Regions from separate parts of the Mus musculus genome. Here region 2 is linked to region 1. The links are chromatin contacts, called in public Hi-C maps. All regions are on one chromosome and are shown on one strand. The core of a region is the stretch at or near the end of the contact, and the rest is flanking DNA. Distances in the headings are between cores, read along the strand shown. Region 1 overlaps Prkce (protein kinase C, epsilon). Region 2 has its middle 41 kb from the start of Epas1.

Region 1 (4,705 bases), core at 1,458-3,957:
TTGTTCATTATTACAAGCACTAACAAACCATTTGCTCTATCTCTACTATTTTTGAAATGTGTTTTATTTTATTGGTTAGAGTGGTGTGTGTAGGCCACATGTCACATGGCACACATGCACATGGAGGTCAAAGGACAACGCTTAGCCTTTGGTTCTCTCACCCCACCTTTGAGTGTGTTCTAGGGCTACACATGCTTTTACTTGCTGAGTCATCCTGCCAGCTCTCTAGCTGTGTTATTTACATTTCCTGAAAATGGCCAAGATGTTTTCATCCCGTGGCTTCTGGTCATGTTGAAATGTCTCTCATTCATTCATTCATTCATTCATTCACTCACTCAGTCAAAAGACCACTCCTTAGAACCTATGTGTAGTACCCAGATCAGAAACCCAGACACTGCCTTGAGAGGATTCGCAGCCTTGAGAAATGGACTTCCCTTCTCTGCACGCTCCCACTCTGATCCTTCTTGTTTTCAACAATGCTCTCCTCATCCCTAGGGTTAAAGCAAGCCTAAAATGTACTCTTTGCCGATCAGTTTCCCGGTCTTGGAAGCTCCGTGAAGCCTTCCCATATCCTGTGGGCCCTGTCCTGTTTTAGGCACCATTGCTCTGCTTGTTTCGGTGTCACTCTGTCTAGACCAAAAGCTCTCTTAGAAGAGCAGCCAGAGCCTCAGTCAGCTCCATGTCCATAGAGCTTTGTCTGGCAGGTGCTCAGATGATGTCCCATGGAAGCGGCTTTCTACACACGGGTAGTGCTTAATAGGCTTGGTACCTGCCTCCCATCTTACGTGTCTCAAAAACCATCGAAGGCATTTAATTAAGTGTCTGTGTGACTACACGGCTAAGTTTGAATCATTCATGCTAAGGACCTCTCAGTTTGGGTCAGACTGCTCTGGAAGGACACAAGACAAATGGTCACAACATGGTGACTCAACTTTCACACAGGTAAAGCTCATAGTAGACACCTCTGACCTTTGCTTACCCTGTCCTCATGTCCTATGTGCATGCGCACTCTACAGACTTGCTACCTCAGTGGAAATGGCAAAGCATTCCTGGTTTTGCTGTTTATCTGACATCTGGTGAAGTTACTTGGCTGCCTCTTCAGTGGGCTTTCAATGTTTCCATTCAGTAAGAAGTGAAAACTCTCCTGCAAGTCAACCGGTTCCTGTTAGTCCGAGCTCTGGCGGTAGCTCTGGGTGGATGCATGATACTTAGCGAGGACTTACTCAAGCATGGGGACTAGCTGGTCGCTCTCAGCTCACCAGTCCATCCTCACTACCACTCCATCCTTACAGAAAAATCATGAAACCATTTCCCTTCCTGTCTCTTACTCCTAGAATCCATCTGGCTTTTGCAGAGTCTTCTCTTGGCATCCTCGGATGACCCCCACATGCACGGCATTGGGTTGTTTCTCTGTTCTGACGCTAAGAGAGAGAAGCTAACTCTGCACGTGGGTGGGCCTTACCTCTGGAGCTATGTAGTCAGGAGTCCCACAGAAGGTGGTAGTTGTCACACCATTCATAATCCCTTCCTTGCACATCCCAAAGTCAGCCAGCTTGCAGTGGCCTTCTGCATCTAGAAGGATGTTGTCCAGTTTCAAATCCCTGCAACACAGGTCAAGGCCACATGGTTAGCCTCATACACACCACAGGGCCTTTCTTGAGTTAGAGAGAAAGAAGCACATACCCTAGGGACATCTCCAGTCAAGGCAATCTTGGAGTAGGTTTTGACCTGCCTCATTAACCTCAGGCTAGGGCCATTTCCCAGCTGGACAACCTTCAACAGCATTTACAATACCTCAGCAAAAGACAGGATCCTGCACAGAATCGGGGCCATATTAGGGTTAGAACTCATATTTAGATCCTTCTGTGAGAAAGGAGGTCTCCTCTGACCTCCATCCTTCACAAGTTAACTAGCTCAGGGGATTCAGGGTCACATATATATAGCATCACTGAATCAGGAAAAAAAATCCACAAGAGTTTGAGCTGCTGAGTTTGAGAGGGGGGAGATGACGGATGGTTGGTGTAGCCAACATCTGTTGATGTATGGCCAACAGCAGTGGCTCTCAGGGTTCGGTGAAAGCTAGCATTTGGACAGACCGTGAAGAGAGCAATCAAAGGAGATGGAAGGTAGAGGCAAAGGGAAAGAGGCCAGAGAACGGGGTTCCTGACCATAGTGAGACAAGACAGCTGTGTCTTTGAGGGACAACTTCAAAGAGTCTGAGATGCTGGAAAGAGGGATTTGAAATCCATACCAAGGGAGGCTGAGCCCTGCCTGCAGGAGCATGGTGCCTGAGCAAGGTCAATCTGGGTGTAACAGGTAAGAGAAATAATCTAGATCCAGATGTTTCTGTATAGGAGAGGTGAGAGTCACAGGAGCGGGCCAGCCTCAATCAAGGTGGTTTCTTTGAGGCCCATTTTAACACACCAGAGTTCTAAGATTTCTTACCTAGAAACCAGGTTGGTAGAAAATAATTTTTCCACCACCCCTGCAAACCCCAGGCCTGGCTCTGTAGAGGAATCTAGACTATGTGGTTGGAGTAACCATTCACATTGTGTCTCCCTCAGCAACTACTCTGGGCTATTGAGGTGAGCCTTGCAAAGAAGGCCTCTTCCCGTACAAGCAGAGGTCAGAAAGGGCCATGCTCATGTGCCTGCTGGCATCTCAACTTGAGAGCTCCAGGCATCCCATGGGACCCAGACTGGAGTGGAGGTGGGGCAGGAAGTGCTTCTGGACCTGCCTGCATTGTATCTGTGACCCTATTTCTGCTTACAGCTGGGATTCCTTGAGAAAGAAGCAATCACATAGAAAAGTGCTGCTCTAAGCAAATACTCCGGAGTTACAGAAGGCACAGTGAGCCCAAACAACTGGGCCACTGCAGCTAGCCACCGACCCCAGCCCTGGCAGCGAGAGGGGGCAAGGCTTGGCTCTGGCTGGGGTGGGAAAGCTGGGCTGAATGCTGGGCTGGGATCCAGGCTGTCAGGGTTTCATCACTGGCTGTGGCATAGCCCTGCTAAAAGTCACCTTGCTGGGCTGGTCCCCTGTCTGTCAGCTCGGGACCACACGCTATGTTTGTGGACTTGTTTGAAGGACCGATGTTTTGAAGTGTGTGAAAGGTGAACATCTTCGGCCACATCCTTTGTGTTAAATTCTTCTCTGTAAGAAGCAGCTTCCTTTATATGGGTTGAGCAAGGGTAATAGTAGTATGTCATGAGTCTAAAGACCCCCCCGAGTCCGCACAAGCCTGGTTCTGATCTGACTCAGGTTCCAGGTGGAGTAGTTTTGGCTCCAGCAGGCACCACCCCTCCTTCTCATAGGCTTCTGGCCAGTTAGGGACAGCCTCTCGTTTCTTCCTGCCTCCTGTTCTTCTTTCTCTAGTCCACTCCTCCCTGGCCTCTTTGCTTCCTGCCCTCTCTTCTCCCTGGGGAAGAAGCTGACCCAGCTGCTGTTGGATATGAGCAAGTCCTATGAGTGCCCTTGGCTATGACCTGGGTTGGCCTTAGCCAAAACACTCCTTCCCACCCTGTAGCCAGTGATGTACGGAGTTCTACCTCTGGCTACTTCCTCCCGTTCCCACTCTGATATCTGAATCTTTGAAAACTCTTAACTTTGCACACAAAACCAAACACAGGAAGGGTGAGTGACTGCTTTCTTTGGGGACAGAAGGTTTAGACAATCAATCCCTGGGAACCAGCCTGGGCTGCCATTAGAAGGCCATTTCTCTGGAGATTTTCAGTCTCACCACAAAGTGTCCATCCCTCTGGGGCAAGCTTGTCTAGTGCAGGGTTGTCAGGAGAAGCTCTGTGTGTGTGTGTGTGTGTGTGTGTGTGTGTGTGTGTGTGTATGTGTGTTGTGTGTGTGGTATGTGTGTGTGTGTTTATGTGTGTTTATGGGGAGGAAGCACTGAAGGACAGTGCTGTCCACACCCCCCTCCCCCGTTTCTTTCCTTCTCCTGTCCAGCAATGACTCCCTCAGACTTGTGGCTTTCCACTTCCCCAGGAGTTTCTCACCTGCAGCTTTTAGTGATATTTCGATGAACCACTAGGAGTCTGTAGGCCTCTGGGAGGGAGGAGGGCTGGGAGGTCCAGACTTGGCCCAGCTTTGCCTTCTCAGAGGTCCAGCTTTGGGGCAGGGGAGGGGTGGGGGAGGCAGGGGTGAGTCTTTCTACCTGGAGAACTCCCAGGTACTCAGTACCCAGCTCAACACAGAACAAGTATTTAGCTATCCTGACCAACAGTTTTTCAGAAAGACAACTGCCCAGGTACCAACCTCATCTTCTTCGTCCTCAAACACGTGCGCATATCCATAATCTGGGACTTTTTTTATGTTTCAAGAATAAGGCCTTTAGTTGTCCCCCTTTCCTTATAGATGATCCTTATAGATGAACCAATGTGATAACCTTTATTTGATTTATTGCCAATGCCATCCATGTTTAGCCTTTTCAGTGGGTCACCAAGCTGTCCTCCTTAGAGGCTAACTTCCTAACCTTCCATTGGCAACAGGTGACACTTTGCCATGGCATGCTATGCTGCCAAGCTTCGGTGTGTGCCAGGTTTAAACAGTGTCTCAGAACATCCTTGCACCTCTGTAGAAGTTTTTCAGCATTTGTTTTCATTATGCTTAAGGTGCTGCAGTCGGGGTGTGTAGGGGTGTGGGTGTGTATGCCTATGTGCATGCATGCACGCGCGCTTCTTCACACTGCGGCAGT
Region 2 (4,705 bases), core at 623-3,122, 95 kb before region 1:
GCCTTCAATCCCAGCACTCGAGAGGCAGAAGCTGGTGGATCTTTGAGTTCAACGCCAGCCTGGTCATAAGTCACCAACCTTCTTTGCCTTTTAGAATGTTTTAGAAGATGGAGTCTGCATTCTTCTTCAGATATTTTTGGCACAAACTCTGCAGTGATGATGTGGTGTCCTTCAGATTAATACTGCAGGAGACCAGTGCGATCCATTTACTCGCTGGTGGGTGAGGCCAAGTCAAGGGGGTTCCCACTGGCAAGCTCTACAGTCAACCCAGTTCCCTTTGAAAGTAAGAAGTCAGCTATGAAGTGATGTTTGCTGCTGTCACCTCTTGTTTATTTGGCACCCTCAAAGGTGTTTTGAGAATACAAAAAGTGACAATAATGTAAGAACAAGCAGGTGCCTTGGTCCCCAAGGCCAGGTGCCTGTGCCTGCTGCTGGTCTCTGCGGGGGGAGGGGGCGCACTAGGATCTATGTCCACTGGAAGTAAAGACTGCCTTTGCCAGAGAAATAGAGAATTGTCCATCCAAAACATGCAGACACACTAATTAGGCATTAACCTGAGTGCACCGGATTGCAAGTGTACAGGCTGGACACCTTGGATTATATTAGTACACTTCCAATGGGCGTGCAAAATAATACAGGAGCTCAAATACAGCTACAGTGGGAGGACCCCACTTCTCATGCTGGACCTCAGTTTTCTCATCTGTACAGTGGACCGATCTAAAGTTGTCTCCTAATGTCCATTTTAGCTGAACCATTGTAAATAATCGAATACCTTAGATTTGCTGTACATTTTCCCATGCTGTAGAGGCAGTGTTTACATTTTGTAATTTAAATTATCAAAAGCTCAGGTTTGCACAGGAAGAATCTTATGCTGAAGAGGTTTATGAACATTCCCACAACCACATGCCTACGAGTGCAGGTGATGTGTGTCAGGATGTGAGTCTCGAGGGTGGTACACTTCAAGCCGGGGGGGGGGGGGGAAGGGAGGGGGAGAGGGAGAGAGATTGAGTTTGATATGGTTACATCTAACTTATCTGTCATATTGACATGCATTTTTCGAACACATAAATATTGAATATCACATCTAGATTTGCAAGCTTGGTTAGAGTATTACAGTCCTGGGAAGATATATAATTGTTCTGAGAAGTGAGTGGAAGATCATGGTGTCTTGATATTTTCAACCCATTTAACCAAAAAAAAGTATGAATACACAGAAGGAGAAGAGAAGATGTATATGCGAAAAATTATATAAGAGATTTGTAAGTTCCACCACTGAAGGAGGGTGAAGTAAAGAGGGTAAGGGCATTCACCTGATTCTTTTTTTTCAGCCTTCTCTTTTTAATATTATTTATTTATTTTTATTTATATGAGTACACTGTCACTGTCTTCAGACACACCAGAAGAAAGCATTGGATCCTATTACAGATGGTCGTGAGCCACCATGGGAATTGAACTCAGGACCTCTGTAAGAGCAGTCGGTGCTCTTAACTGCTGAGCCATCTCTCCAGCCCCTTTTCCAACCTTCTTAGGTTTGAAATTTCTGACCACAATAAAGTTGTGAAAAATAAAAATAAATTGTGTGTTGGCCATGGAAATGTAGCCCTCATGTATTAGAGTGGTAAATGTTTTTGAGCCAATATTTAAAGAGCTGAGAGAAGGTCTGCTTTGCTTTGGGTGTCTCCCCAAATGGTTTCCAGGAAGTAATCAGACCCTGAGGGCTGTGACCTTGTCAGTGGGTTCCTCCCTCGATGCATTCTCCGTCTGTAATCGGGTGGCATTCCTAGGATGGAATGGAAAGCCTCAGAAGTGAGCCCTGGTCGAGGGTAGCACGTCCCCTGGGCGTGTCCATCCCGTGGGCGTGTCCTTGGGAATTTGACTTTGCTGTGGACTCTCCTCTGCTTTCCTAGCACTAGGAGGTGAGTTCTGCTCTACCACACACTCTGCCTCTCTCTCCTCAGGCCCAGAGCAAGAAATCTCTGAAATGAGTCAGAGCAAGAAATCTCTGAAATGAGTTCCAGGACAACCAGGGCTACACAGAGAAACCCTGCCATCCAAATACACACACACACACACACACACACACACACACACACACACACACACACAGAGAGAGAGAGAGAGAGAGAGAGAGAGAGAGAGAGAGAGAGAGAGAGAGAGAGAAAGAGAGGGAGAGAGCTCTAAATCAAGGAGTCAAAATAAAATTTTCCGGTGTTTCTCCAAGGAATGTATTTCAGAAAGGAAAAGTATTCCCAGCTCGAGGGGAGGATGGGATGGGGCCTGCAGCTTTGTGAGTAGAGTTCCTTCGAGAATTCAATGGCTGTGATCATTGTCTTAACCCAGTGACTGCACTAAATGTCACAAAGAACACATTGTAACATGATGAGTTTTACATTGTATGAATTTTGCATTAATGCTTAAAAGCCTCAAAAGCAAGCAGACAAACAAAACCAAGACCACCTTTCTTCGCGCTATGCCAACTTTATGGATGAACTAAATTTTATTTACAAATATGAGATTTGTGGACAAATGTCAGCCTTATTATCTTTCATCTAAAACTGGAATCTTGGAAACACCCTAAATATCCAATGATAGAAAATGAATTAGCTAAATTCTGAGCTAACAGATGAGAGACTGTTGTGGAACTGGTGCAACGCATGCCTTAGAAGATCTATGATGGGTCGGGAAACATGGAGTTGTGATTCTGAGCACACATTGCTCTTGCAGAGGAGCTCAGCTCCGTTCCCAGGACCGCGGCACATGTATTACAACCACTCCAGGGAAATCTAACCCCCTCTTCTAGGTTCTGTGGGCACTCCACTCTTGTGTTCGAGAGCTTGTGAGTGTGCTCAGATATGTGCCCACACACACTTAAAAATAACAAATATAAATAATTCTAGCACCGAAGGGCCAGAAGCAGGCACATCTCTGTGAGTTCATGGCCAGCCTGGAAGATAGAGTTGCCAAGCATCCCGGGCTACAGAGAGGCTGTCTCTCAAAATAAAACCAAAACCAAACACACAAACCAACCAACTTCAAGTGCCATGGAGTGTGTTTATTGTACACTATTTGTGGAAAAGGCAGAGGATGTGTAGCATGGTGCACACTCATAGCGGGCACGTGTGTGTGCACACCGGGAGACTGACATTGGGACGTGGAGGCCCATATCAGCTAGTGAAAGCACAGTTTGTTTTCTGTTTTTTACACTTTTCTTGTATAGTTCAAGTTTTTTTTCTCTAGCAAACACTTGCTGCTTTTATCATAAAAATGAGTACAGTAAAAGTTACTCAAACAAACTTCGCCTGGATTTCCCTGTACTGCCTCTGGCTCTGGGCATCCTTCCCAGGACCTCTTCTCCTGCCTCTCCCCTCTCCTCACCCTGCCCAGATAAATAACAAGCAGATAAATGTTTCAAAGGTCCTCCTCTCATATGCTGCCCAATCCCAGCAGCAAATTAAAGGGACACTCTGCCCTGCTCGGAAGCCCAGGTCTTGTTGTGGCCCTGTATCTCTCTGTCTTTATGAGAGGACCTTGTAGGAATCTGACCAGCGTTAAAGGAAACAGCTGGCTATCATGGGATGTGGGGTGCGGGGGAGGGACACACGGATGCAGAAGGCCCCTAGGTCCCTCCTGCTCAGTACTAGGGTGTCTCATTGTAAGGGTTATCAGTAATTTATACTTCAGAGAGCTTAGTGTGTATCTTTGCAGACAATGAACTGATAAGGTGAGAGGCAGTCACACTCCCAAGAATGACAATCATTCCTTGGACTCTTGGATTCTGACTCTTGGGGGAAATGACTTTTAATAGTACCCAAAGTTAGCAAGGATCATTTTAGGGATTTTAGGGACACAGACTCTCTGAACACTACTGGAAAGAGCTGGGAAACTTTAACAAAATAGATTGATGCCCAACACCACCCTTAGAGATTTGGTTATCATTGGCCTTGGGTTGAACCAGATAAAATATTTCTGAGACCATGTTTTATGTGGCCCAGGCTGGCCCAAACTTGCTATGTAACCAAGGATGCTGAACTTCTGAGCCTCCTGTTTCTACCTCCCAAGGGCTGAGATTACAGGGGTATACCACACCCGGTTTATTCCATGCTGAAGATTAAACTCAGGACTTTCTACACACTAGGCAAGAACTCTTCCAAATTAGTTGCACGCTTAATCCTCAACCAGATACTTTCTTCACATGTTCGTATGCCACTCCCAAGATTCCAGCCAGGGCTGAGAGGAACTGGATTTATGCCTTACAACCACCTCTCTGCTGTTTTAAGACTGATTTAACTGATTATCTAAGACAGGCAGTGGTGGCACATGGCTGTAATCCCAGCATTCCAGAGGCAAGTAGATCCCTGAGTTCAAGACCAGCCTGGACTACAAAGATATAGAAGTTCTAGGACGGCCAGGGATACCCAGAGAAACCCTGTCTCTAAAACCTAAAACCAAAACAATAACAAAAACCTGATTACCTGTGTGTGTGTGTGGAGGGGGAGGTGTCTGTGCCATGTTGTGTGTGGAAATCAGAAGACAGCTAGCAGGTGTCAATTCTCTGAGTCCTGGGGATTGAATTCAAGTACTTAGGCTTGGTGGCACGTACACTTTCTCCACTGAACCATCTCATAGCCTGGGTCAAGTGTAATTTAAAGAGTTCTCCTAATAAAAATATTCAGACACAATTAACAGTAAGAATTTTTTTAATTTA

The links. Hi-C and Micro-C count contacts between places; a contact is called where the count stands out from the background.
Region 2: a Hi-C map of liver shows a contact between it and region 1, with 2.7 times the contacts expected there. The contact joins two enhancer-like sites. A contact is called at or near these places in 1 of 39 promoter capture datasets (liver), 2 of 484 Hi-C or Micro-C datasets (liver and nephron progenitors) and 4 of 115 datasets of contacts at active chromatin or transcription factors (embryonic stem cells, extraembryonic endoderm stem cells and heart atrium).

Annotation. Positions count from the first base shown.
Region 1 is chr17:86,616,788-86,621,492 of GRCm38.p6, reverse strand. Prkce (protein kinase C, epsilon) reads right to left here. Exons shown (of 15, transcript NM_011104.3): 12 at 1,463-1,601. Among named protein-coding and RNA genes, the nearest start is that of Gm52297, 50 kb to the left of the region's middle. Within about 2 kb of position 2,707, at least 39 of the 459 cell types and tissues checked have an H3K27ac peak or open chromatin away from gene starts, as enhancers often do. A contact at or near this core is called in liver, where this site is marked.
Region 2 is chr17:86,710,923-86,715,627 of GRCm38.p6, reverse strand. No RefSeq gene overlaps it. Among named protein-coding and RNA genes, the nearest start is that of Epas1, 41 kb to the left of the region's middle. Within about 2 kb of position 1,872, at least 46 of the 459 cell types and tissues checked have an H3K27ac peak or open chromatin away from gene starts, as enhancers often do. A contact at or near this core is called in liver, where this site is marked.